3 separate regions of the Zea mays genome follow, and regions 2 and 3 are each linked to region 1. The links are chromatin contacts, called in public Hi-C maps. All regions are on one chromosome and are shown on one strand. Each heading gives the region's core, a stretch centred on a gene start, on an enhancer-like site or on the middle of the called end of the contact. The rest is flanking DNA. Distances are from core to core; before and after follow the strand shown. Region 1 holds the start of LOC100281108. Region 2 holds the start of LOC100284987 (prenylated Rab receptor 2). Region 3 holds the start of LOC732738 (WRKY DNA-binding protein 1).

The links. A called contact is a pair of places that touch in the nucleus more often than the background predicts.
Region 2: a contact with region 1 is called in a Hi-C map of ear, with 3 times the contacts expected there. The contact joins the promoter of LOC100284987 here to the promoter of LOC100281108 in region 1. A contact is called at or near these places in 11 of 25 Hi-C or Micro-C datasets (bundle sheath, ear, endosperm and 4 more).
Region 3: a contact with region 1 is called in a Hi-C map of ear, with 1.6 times the contacts expected there. The contact joins the promoter of LOC732738 here to the promoter of LOC100281108 in region 1. A contact is called at or near these places in 3 of 25 Hi-C or Micro-C datasets (ear and leaf).

The regions. Positions count from the first base shown.
Region 1 is chr1:281,357,369-281,360,658 of Zm-B73-REFERENCE-NAM-5.0, reverse strand. It overlaps LOC100281108, which reads right to left and starts at 1,797. Exons shown (of 2, transcript NM_001154027.3): 1 at 970-1,797; 2 at 69-757. The coding sequence starts at 1,728. The coding sequence ends at 617. It also overlaps a transcript of LOC100274394 not described here.
Region 2 is chr1:281,576,822-281,580,111 of Zm-B73-REFERENCE-NAM-5.0, reverse strand. It overlaps LOC100284987 (prenylated Rab receptor 2), which reads right to left and starts at 1,545. Exons shown (of 1, transcript NM_001291646.1): 1 at 204-1,545. The coding sequence starts at 1,403. The coding sequence ends at 525.
Region 3 is chr1:281,516,272-281,519,561 of Zm-B73-REFERENCE-NAM-5.0, reverse strand. It overlaps LOC732738 (WRKY DNA-binding protein 1), which reads right to left and starts at 1,594. Exons shown (of 4, transcript NM_001112367.1): 1 at 1,435-1,594; 2 at 1-713. The coding sequence starts at 705.

The DNA.
Region 1 (3,290 bases), core at 548-3,047:
ACTGTGCACGCCTACCATACTAACATAAGTAGTAGTAGAGATTTAAGAGTGAATAGGATTAGAATCATACTCTATTTTTATTTATTTATTTTTAAACTAAAATTAATTTAGTACTCTAATTTATTGTGGTGGCGTCCATTTACATCCACTCCACACGATAAAATAAAGGCGTCACCATTTGTAGCAGGAGTAGTAGAGACCAAGGACAACGAGAGCACACTGGTGACCGGTTGCCGCCGCGGCTAGGAATCTCCACACGGCACGACCGGAACGTGCCTGTCCCTCGACCCCATTTCTCGCCCGCTTCCTCCGGCCCACTTGATCCCTGCCCACATGTCCTCAGTCCTCACTGTCCGCACGTCTCTTTTTTTTTTTGTGTGTGTGTGTTGTAAGAACACGAGCCCTATAACTTTATACACGTGCTCAAAATCCCACTTGGAGGCTGCGACAACACTTGTACACAAACAGCACCGATTTCTACTTAAAAATAAATCAATAGAGCCAGGGACGCGGATGCTCGTTTTGCGCATCCGGTTCTTAAAGAAAAAAGAATCAAGAAATGAGGCTCGGGGTTCATGTTTCTTTTTCGCTTCTTGTTGTGGGGGAGGATCGCGTGTCAAAACACGTTTTGCACGTGCGATGACGGGCCTGGAAAACCAGGGGCGGCGCTCCCAGCTCCAAGCTGCTGCTGCTGCTTCCTCTCCACTTCCTGCAGCAGAGCCTCCTCCACGCCCCTTTCCACCTCGTCGGCCGCCATCTGCAAACCCAGGACGACAAGAGGAACCGCGTGGTTTAGCTCCAGTGTTGCGTCGATCGAGTAACTAACAACTAACAAGTGGCACACCCCATTGTCCATTGACAATGATTCTTTCGAGGGCGCTGACATGTTGCGGTTAATTTTGAAGTGGATCAGTCATTGTCAGCAAAGCACAAGGACGATTCAACGAGGATGGCGAGAGTGCTGCTCACCGTGGTCTCCACATTCATCTCCGTCCACAGCCTGCGCCCGGACAGGCTGGAGCGGATGCCCCTGGCCCTGACGTCCATGCCCTTGAGGCGCCTGAGCGCCCCGATCATGGAGTCGATGGCGGACGCCGGCTCGTCCACCTCGAACTGCACCTTGACGCACTGCTGCCCGGCGTCGTGGCCCAGGATGCGGGCCTTGAGCTCCTCGTTCCGGCGCTGCAGCTGGTCCCGCGCGCCCCTGAGCTCGTGGATGTACACGGCGGCGGCCTGCACGATGGAGTTCTTGTCGCCCCTGGACCGGGCCGCCACCAGCGCGTGCAGGTCGGCGTAGCTCTGGCTCAGCTTCTCGCGCCGCTGCCGCTCCCGCATCATGTGCCGGAACCCGCGGCTGCTCTCGACGGCGGCGGCGGCGGGGCCTCCCGCCGGCTGCCGCCGCCGGGGCGCCGGCTCTTCCCCGTCCTCCGCCATTGCCATGCTCTGCTCGCGCTGCCCGTCGCCCCCGCCCAGCGCGTCGATCGCCTGCCCGTGCACGCTGGCACCCCCGAACGGCGCTCTCACCCCTACGCCCACGCCCACGGCGCCCGTGTAGTCCTGGAACGAGGCCGGCATCGGCGGCGCGAAGGGCGGCTCCGGCTCCCCTGGCGAGGCAATGAGGCCGATGGGCAGCTCCGGGGAGGGCGGCACCGCAACGTGCGGGTAGAAGGACGGAGCCTCGTCGTGGAAGAAACTGGCGTAGTTGTAGTTGTAGGAGTCCATCTGCATTTCCGGCGTCCAGAGAGCGGAGACTGGTGGAGAGCCGAGAGCCGAGAGCGAGAGCGGTTTGGTTGCGTTGCCGGCAGAGAGTTGTTCGAGCGCGGGTTAAATAGGCACCGGTGCGGTGCAAGTGCAAGGAGGCCGTGGATCAAGATTACGGTCACGTGGTCAAATTGGCGTGTTGAGGGCTTGAGAGGCTCAGGTGCAGTGTCCCGCGTGTGCGAGGAAGAAGGGGACATGGGTGTAGTGGGCCCCACTGGAACAACAAGGCTGGGGGAAAGGTCAAACCTGGGATTTCGCGATTGTTAATTCGGGGTGAGGAGGGAAAAAGAGCACGTGCGAGCCCTGCAGAGACGCGCTTTGAAGTTTGGAGGCTAGCGTACACGTAGGATAGCCGTCTCAGAAGGTTCCACGTAGGGGGCCACTTGGAAACCAAGAGCCGGCGCTGTATTTGCCGCTCGCACCCCCACAAGAACTGCTATTTCAAAGAACTGTCACGCTAAGGGCATGTTTAGATCCACAGGACTAAAATAAAGTTACAAAACTAATTTAGTCACTCCCATTTAGAAAAAGTGACTAGACATTCATTAAAACATTAAATGGAGTGATAGAGGGAAGGTGGGGACCCAAGACTCCACAGTCCTAAGGGAGGTAAGGTGAGGGGAAAGTGGGGACCAGAGACTTTTCAGTTTTAGCTCCTCCATGAGAGCTAAAGGAGCTAAATCATTTTAGTCGTTTTATTTTAGTCCTGTGGATCTAAATATATCCTAAAGCTATCTCCAACACCCTGCTCCCATACTTTTTTCGCGTTTGTAAACTATCCACCAGCAGAGCGTGAACGAGGATGCGAAAAATGAGTGCCCTCCTTCCCATACTTCAAATCCACGGTTTATCTCTTCTCCACAAGTCTATATGTGCCATCTGCATACGCGTTTTTATTAGATAGAGGCGTCCTCTTGTTTACGCACGCGCATTCACACTTCGTGTTTTCCATTGCCCATGTGGCTGCCACTGGACATAACCTAACCGTCGATCTACAAAATTATCGTGCATTTATTGGCTTAATAAGTATATTAGGGGAGAAATTCAAGCACAGGGCACGTGAGCAAGACCAGGACTTCGCCATCCGATCGCGGTACAGTCTCCGTGCCCGCTGCCAGGCTGTAACCAGTAGGGAAGTACCCCCAAAGATTCCATCTCCTTCACCCTCCGTCGCGAAGTTCTCGACGGGCCAACTCATAATTCAAGTGGCCCGACCCACTAACGCGACTAACCATATCAGAAGACGGCGCGACAACTGACGGAAAAGCGGCGACGCCCCCACCGCTTGACATTGGTAGCAGCGGCGGTGCCGCCACACTATCGTCACTAGGAGCCATGGCAGCGTATTGAGGGAAACGACGACCGATAGTTTTCAAGGGGGCTAGGGCGAGAAAGCTTGGTGTCGTGCTCCACGCCGGCATCGCAGTGTCGTCGAGGGGGAAGCAACGACTGCGGTGAGGCGAGACTGAAAGCGACAAACAGTAACTCGGTCCTACGTGCGGGCCGATATGTATAGTCAAGCACCAGCG
Region 2 (3,290 bases), core at 296-2,795, 220 kb before region 1:
TTCAATGTTAGGCCAATGTCCTAATCAGGCAAGGGCAGCAGCACTCAATCACAGAAGTGGAGCGGGGGGAACCCAGGTCGACAGAAAATACATTGCAGATGTAGAGCCAAGTTTAGCAGGAACCATGAAGAACTACACAAGATGAAGGAAACGCATTGCAGGGCTGCAGAAGGATAGATATATGGCACAACTCATCAAAGTTATTAAAATTTAGCTAACTTCATCACATTGAGAATTGAGCCTGAAGCATCGGGAACCAGAATGTGCAGGCAAAATCGCAGCTGTCATTCTGAGATGTAGTTAACGAAGATCGAACACCACCATTCGAAACAGCAATTGAATCCAGTTTCACCAGAAATACAGAAAAAAGCTTGACATTTCACACGCCGACAACCAATATTAGACATCGTGATGGTAATTACAAGGAAGATTGCTAATATCTGCAAGCAATAGCATCAAGATCGCTGAACTGCATGAAGGCTGTATGCAAACCATGATGAACACACCACGCCCAGCTGAGCGAATCAACCAATGCGGACATAGGTGGGCAAGATGGGCCCGGCGGCGCTCATGCCAGCTGCCAACAGGCCGTCCCCAGCGGCCTCCTGCTCCGTGAGGAAGAGGTCGTCGGTGGTCCTGAGCGCGGCGTGGGCGCTGACCAGCGCGCCCCCGATCATGACGGAGCCCACCACGTTCCAGCCGACGCTGGTGAAGAGCATGGCGATGACGGTGACCCCGCAGAGCGCGGCGAGCACGGAGCCGTCGTCGAACTCCATCCCCAGGACCCTGAGCGGCTGCCCGCCCTGCGCGGGCCGCGCGAAGTAGAGGAAGAACCAGGCGGCGCAGAGGAAGAGAAGCACGAAGAGCGTGCCGGGGTGCCAGAGCAGCGAGGCCGCCACGACGGCGAGCACGGCCAGCGCGTAGTTGGCGCGGAAGTAGGCGGTGTTGCGGCGCATCCGGGCGATCGCCTCCCCGAGCGACGGCGGCTTGGAGAAGGCCGGCGCGCGGAAGACCTCGCCCCACGGCCGGCGCGCCGCGATGAGCACCTGCCCCTGCTCGCGGAGCCGCGTCACGAGCTCGCCCGCCTTGGCCAGCGGCGAGGGCAGCGCTGTGGGGTCCTCGACCGGGGCGTGGGTGGAGACTCGCGGCGGGAGACGGCTGGGGTTGGGATACGCCGACGGGACCGCCGGGTAGGTTGGGATCTTGGAGTAGCCGGCGCTGCCGCCGGAGGAGGCGGGCGCAGGATAGATGTACCCGCCGCCGCCGGGGGCGGAAGCGGCGGGCGCGACGTAGGAGGCGCCTGAGCCGTACATGGCGGCGGAGGAGGCGGGCGCGACGTAGGCGGCGCCTGAGACGTACGTGGCGGCGGGAGAAGAGGGCTGGGCGGCGGCGGAGTTGCGCATGGTCTCGGGGAGATCGGATTTGCAGGAGGGAGGAGAGGTTAGGGAAAGGTAGGAAGAAGAACAGGACGCGCCCACGGCCCACGCACGCTTCGCTGGTACAGAGAGTCCTTGGTTTCTTTTTCCTTTTTACTCACGACGAACCCGAGAGAAATGAGAATGGTTGCGCGGCGCCGCTTCGCTGGAAAGTTGGTTGGAACGGGCTCCCTATTTGATTCGTGGGGAGGAACTGGTTTTGCTTGCTGGCAAAGCACCCCAGACCGTGTTGACGTCATGCTTAACCAGCATTGGCAAGAAAGGATATATTTTACTTTTGTTTAATTTACTATTTAAAGTATTAAAATCGACAAAGGGAACAAGATAAAATCTTGGACAGAAATATTCTCTATATTTTAAGTATTGTTTAGAGAATGTTGTTAGAGTGGTAGAGAAGAAAATTCTTCCCTAAATATAAGATAGAGAAGGTTTTACTATTCCTTCCTGGAGACAGCCTAGACAATCCTAGCCTGCTACTGAAAGTAGAAGACTATTGTCCAATTTTTTCAACTTAACAACGAACGAACCACATAGCTACTCCTTTTAAGTCAATTCATTCTTCACAACTTTTTTATATATGGACTTGTATATGAAGATAAATCTTATACGATACTTGCAAGTTTAATGATGTACACAACCTTATAGTCCATTGTTTTTTGAGCTTCAAGCTATTTAGAGAACAAAGAGTTCTTGTGATGAAAATGCCTTCAAGACATAGACTAGCAAGTGTGTTTGCAATTTTTGTAATTTATTCTACAGATAAAATATTGTTACTATTTTTTATATATTTTGAGAATAATAACAGTGCAAAGATAGGCAGTTACTTACACGCATCCTTATCCGTATACATGCAAAAGCACTTCTAAGAGGTTGTGCATGCTTCATTCTCTGGTGTTCACGGAGAAATACATCAATTGTCAAGTTTGAAAAAAAGAAGAAAGAAGGACATGCAGCAGCTTCAAATACCAAAAGCTAATCCAAGTCTAGTTTCTAGTACTGCGTCATAACTTTGACATATCCCGCCGTTAAAGAGATGAATCCATATGTTATTTTCTATTATCTAAAAAATATAAAAAAGAATCTACTTCATCTGTCTCAATTGATAATTCGTTTGATTTTTTCACCAAGTTTGACCCTCTCGTTTTATTTAATTTTTTGGAAAAAAGAAAATTTTAAAGCCATACTTAAAGTATATTATATGCTAAACAATATTACAGTGAAAAATTGATAATAATTATGATTTTTTGAATAAAAGGAGCCGGTCAGATTTGAAGTTAAAAAGTCAAATGAATTATAAATTAGAACGGAGGAAGTAATACACTTCAATTCCTCGATAGAAATGCATTACAAGTGGCTTCGCCTCCATTTCGTCAACACAAGTAACCACATGTTTGTAAACGAATGTCAAATGGTATACTAAGCTTGGCCGAATCATTAACCGTTCGAGTATAGTTTTGTTTAACCGTCTTTTTCTTTGAAGAGGAGGAGTCGTCATCCTTTGCGAAGAGGAAGAAATGTCACTCTCATAGTAGATGATCTTCTTGATGCGCTTCTTCTTCTTATCGTCCCTCTTCTTGTTCGATCCAGAGTCGACGGCAGCATCGTCCTTGAGGTCACCATCGACGGGGATCTCCTTCTTGTCGACCATCTTGCCCTTCCCTTTAGCATCGTCACTAGCCATCTCTTTGGGCTGTTAGACCCAATGGAAGAGATCGGATTTGATACCAACTGAGAGCACTTAGAGGGGGTGAATAGATGACCATACAAAAATGACTTAAAACAACACAAACTTGGTCTAATTATAAAGTTAGAGCAAACTAAAACAAAGTGCTTGTACTAAACTGGCTTATAAGT
Region 3 (3,290 bases), core at 345-2,844, 160 kb before region 1:
ATTAGAGCTGTCAAACTTGAGATTCACACCCTTACGACCGCCGCCGCCGCCGCCACTTAAGCTACCACCCTGATCACCAAGATTGCTCCTCTTCATCATCTCGCTCTGGATCTTCATCTGCTGCATGAGCTGAAACCTCTGGTAGCTTTGCTGCTGCTGGATGAAATGAAGGTGAGCGGGGGGCAATGCCGGGGTGGGCGTCCCTGCGGGGGGCGCAACGGACACCGGCTGGACCATCTGGACGATCGGAGGGGACTGCGACGTCGACCCCTCCATACCGGCAGTCGGCTTCTCTAGCAGCAACCTCTTGGGGAACTGGGTAGGGATCCTGACAGGATCCTTAGACGACGAGCCCTCAAACTGGTGGTACCTCGGGAACAGCTGGAGGCCAAGGATCGGGCTCGGGCTGGGCGTCTTGGCCGGAGCAGCGGCGGCGGCCACCGCAGAGCTCTCGAGGAAGAGGTTGCTGTCGAAGATGTGCAGGGGCTTCTTGACCTTCCTGACCCTAGCGTGGCCCTGCAGTAGGCCATCGCCGTTGGAGTTGGAGAGCTTGGCCGTCAGTGAGCCGAACTTGGCGACGGCCTCCCCGGTGGCGGCCACGAGCTCCTTGCTGGGGACGAGCTGGCCGTGCGGGTTGGAGAGGAGCGCCAGCACCCGGTGGCAGCTCTCCACTGCCGTCCTGTTGGCCTCCTCCATCCCCTCCATGGACGGGCCTGCCTGCAACGAAGCAAATCAATCACTGAAACCAACAACCACTGGTCGAGCAGCCGCGGAGCAGTTTCTCGCGGTGACAGCACGAGCATTCCTCTCCGCACACGGAGGTAAAAAAAAAAAAATACAGACACAGGCTGATACGCGCCGGTGGCTCTAATCATTCCATGCCACCCCACCCCTAGATTTGCATCCAGAACAAATACACTAATAAGTAAGCCGGCCGAAACGCAGCAGCAGATTCCCACAATGATGAGGCGCATGGAAGGCGGCATTTCGGCGACCCGGGGGGCAAGCTAAAAAGCTGGGCATCCGAGCACGGGAGCATGGCGCTCAAAGCAATGGTCCAAATCAGTACCAAAACTAGGCAACATGACAAGCCAACCCAACCCAGCAAACACCTGAAAACCTACACGGCGCCGCTAGCGGAAAGCTCAGGAGCCATCGCCATCGCCGCCGCCACCCCTGCTGCAGCTCTTGCCCCCAGTCCCCCCCCCCCCCCCCCCCCCCCCCCCCTCTCACCGGTAAAATACATCCGCTGAAAAAACACCAAGGCGGGGGAAACCCTACGACGCGCGCCAGCAAGCAGCAAGCAATCGGCCGCTTCGCGCCCGCGCGCGTCCATGGGCACGAGGCCTAAGCTCGGCGCACCAAATCGCGCGGGGGAGGGAGAGCAGAGCACGTACGCGCCATGCAGAACCAGAGAAGGAGGAGGCCACGAACCTCGCCGAGCGAAGCCCGGCCCCGGTGGTGCGGTGACGACGAGCTCGGGAGGGTGGAGGTGGAGACGCTCTCGCGCCCTCGCCCGTGTTCCGTTCCGCCTGCGCAGACGGAGTGGTACGAGTCCAAACTCCAAAGGCCGCCCGGCGCTCGGCTCGGTAGAGTGGTCAGTGGTGGAGTGAGCGACGGTTTTATATATACATATAAATAAACAAACAAATACTGGTACTGGTAGGAGGGAGGGGTTGGCTGGCGCTGGCGCCGCAGGCCGCAGCGGAGGCGCAGTGCCCTCGCTTTTCCCGGCCTTTTCTTTATTCCGCTTTGTGCTCGCTCCCCCTGTCGTCTCGTCTCGTATTCCCTTCCTCGGGCCGGGCGTGCAGCGTGCTAGAAATACTGCTTGCAGGAGGGGGGAAGGCGGGGCCCGTGGCGATCCCGGCCGTCCATCGCGCCCGTCCTTGTCCTGTGCTTGGACTTTTTCTTTATGTCTGGTTTTTTTTATTTTAGTTTTCTGAGGGTCGGGAGGGTGGTGGTGGTGGGGCTGGCCGCTAGCCTCCGGACGGGCTGCCGTTTCGTCAAAGGTGTGAGCTGTGTCAGAGGCCAGACACAGTGGACAGTGGTGGTCGTGTGGGGCCCGCGGTCTCTCTCTCTCTCCCTTCTCCTCGCCGTCGCGAGCGAGCGTTGGGGGATTGGGGCGTTGGACTCGCCGGTGCGCTGGATACCGGTGTGGTGCGCTGTGCGTGAGCCAGTGCTAATAGTTCTTTCTGTACTACTACTGCTGTCTACTACTGTAGTAGTGCTACCATCGGCTGCCGCTGATGTTTTTTTTCCTTGGCTGGAATTAATCGTGCTAGCTAGAGAGATATGCTATATATCGTATCCGGGGAGTGTCCACTTCGTAATTATGCCATTGCCAGCTAAATGTGTCTAACTATGAATCAAATCTTCGAAATATTCGGTTCCATGCATCACTATGTAAACTTAATTGTAGCATATCCTTCCTATAGATAGATATCTCAGTACGCAAATTAATTACTACTACTATGTATCCAGGTTGGCACATGCTACGAGCGGTTTGTTTCACCCGTAGAGATTTTCATAGACGACAAAATAACTTGAGGGAAGCTATACTATTATATTATTAGTTGTCTAGCTGCACAGACCATCGCGTGGCAGTGTAGTTTTTTTAGTTAAAATCAATCGGACTAAAACAATAAACTATAGATTAAATCAGACCCAAAAGGATGCACAGCTCATAACTTATTGTATAGGGCTCTCTGCGCCATATCTTTTTTTTTTTTGCCTAGAGATATCTCATTTTATAGCACTAGCTAGCGGCATATCGTCGGTTACTTTCTATAGATAAAAATCTACTAGTATATCCGTACAGGTGAACCTAGTTGTATAGGCGCATCTCGTGGCCTTGCTCGGTCTACTGTGGTGATGTGTGCTAGCTATGGCCTATATGTATGTATCGAAATTGCTAGCTTTCGGTGTCTGCTGGTGCCTTACGTGGAAGTTTACATGCCGCTGCTAGGCGTTCGCAGCTGGTAGAACTCAGCGCGCCCGGCCGCAGAGGATCCGCGCATCCTCCCCTGAAGCCGTTGGAGAGAGCTACTATACGTACGGCGAACGACCGCGCAACACGTACAAGACAAAGGGAGGAGTGGGCCCGTTCCTCGGACCGGACGGGGACGGGGGTGCGTCGAGGCGCGTGCGCGGGCGGGTCCATCGCCTCCTCGCCGCGCCCACCGCCACGTGGGCCCCTCATCCTCCGTCGTCCATTCCCTTCCTCCTCTCGCCTCGTTGGCCGATCCGGACGCATGCACGCGCGCGCAGGCGCCGCGCAGCAGCGGGGTCGG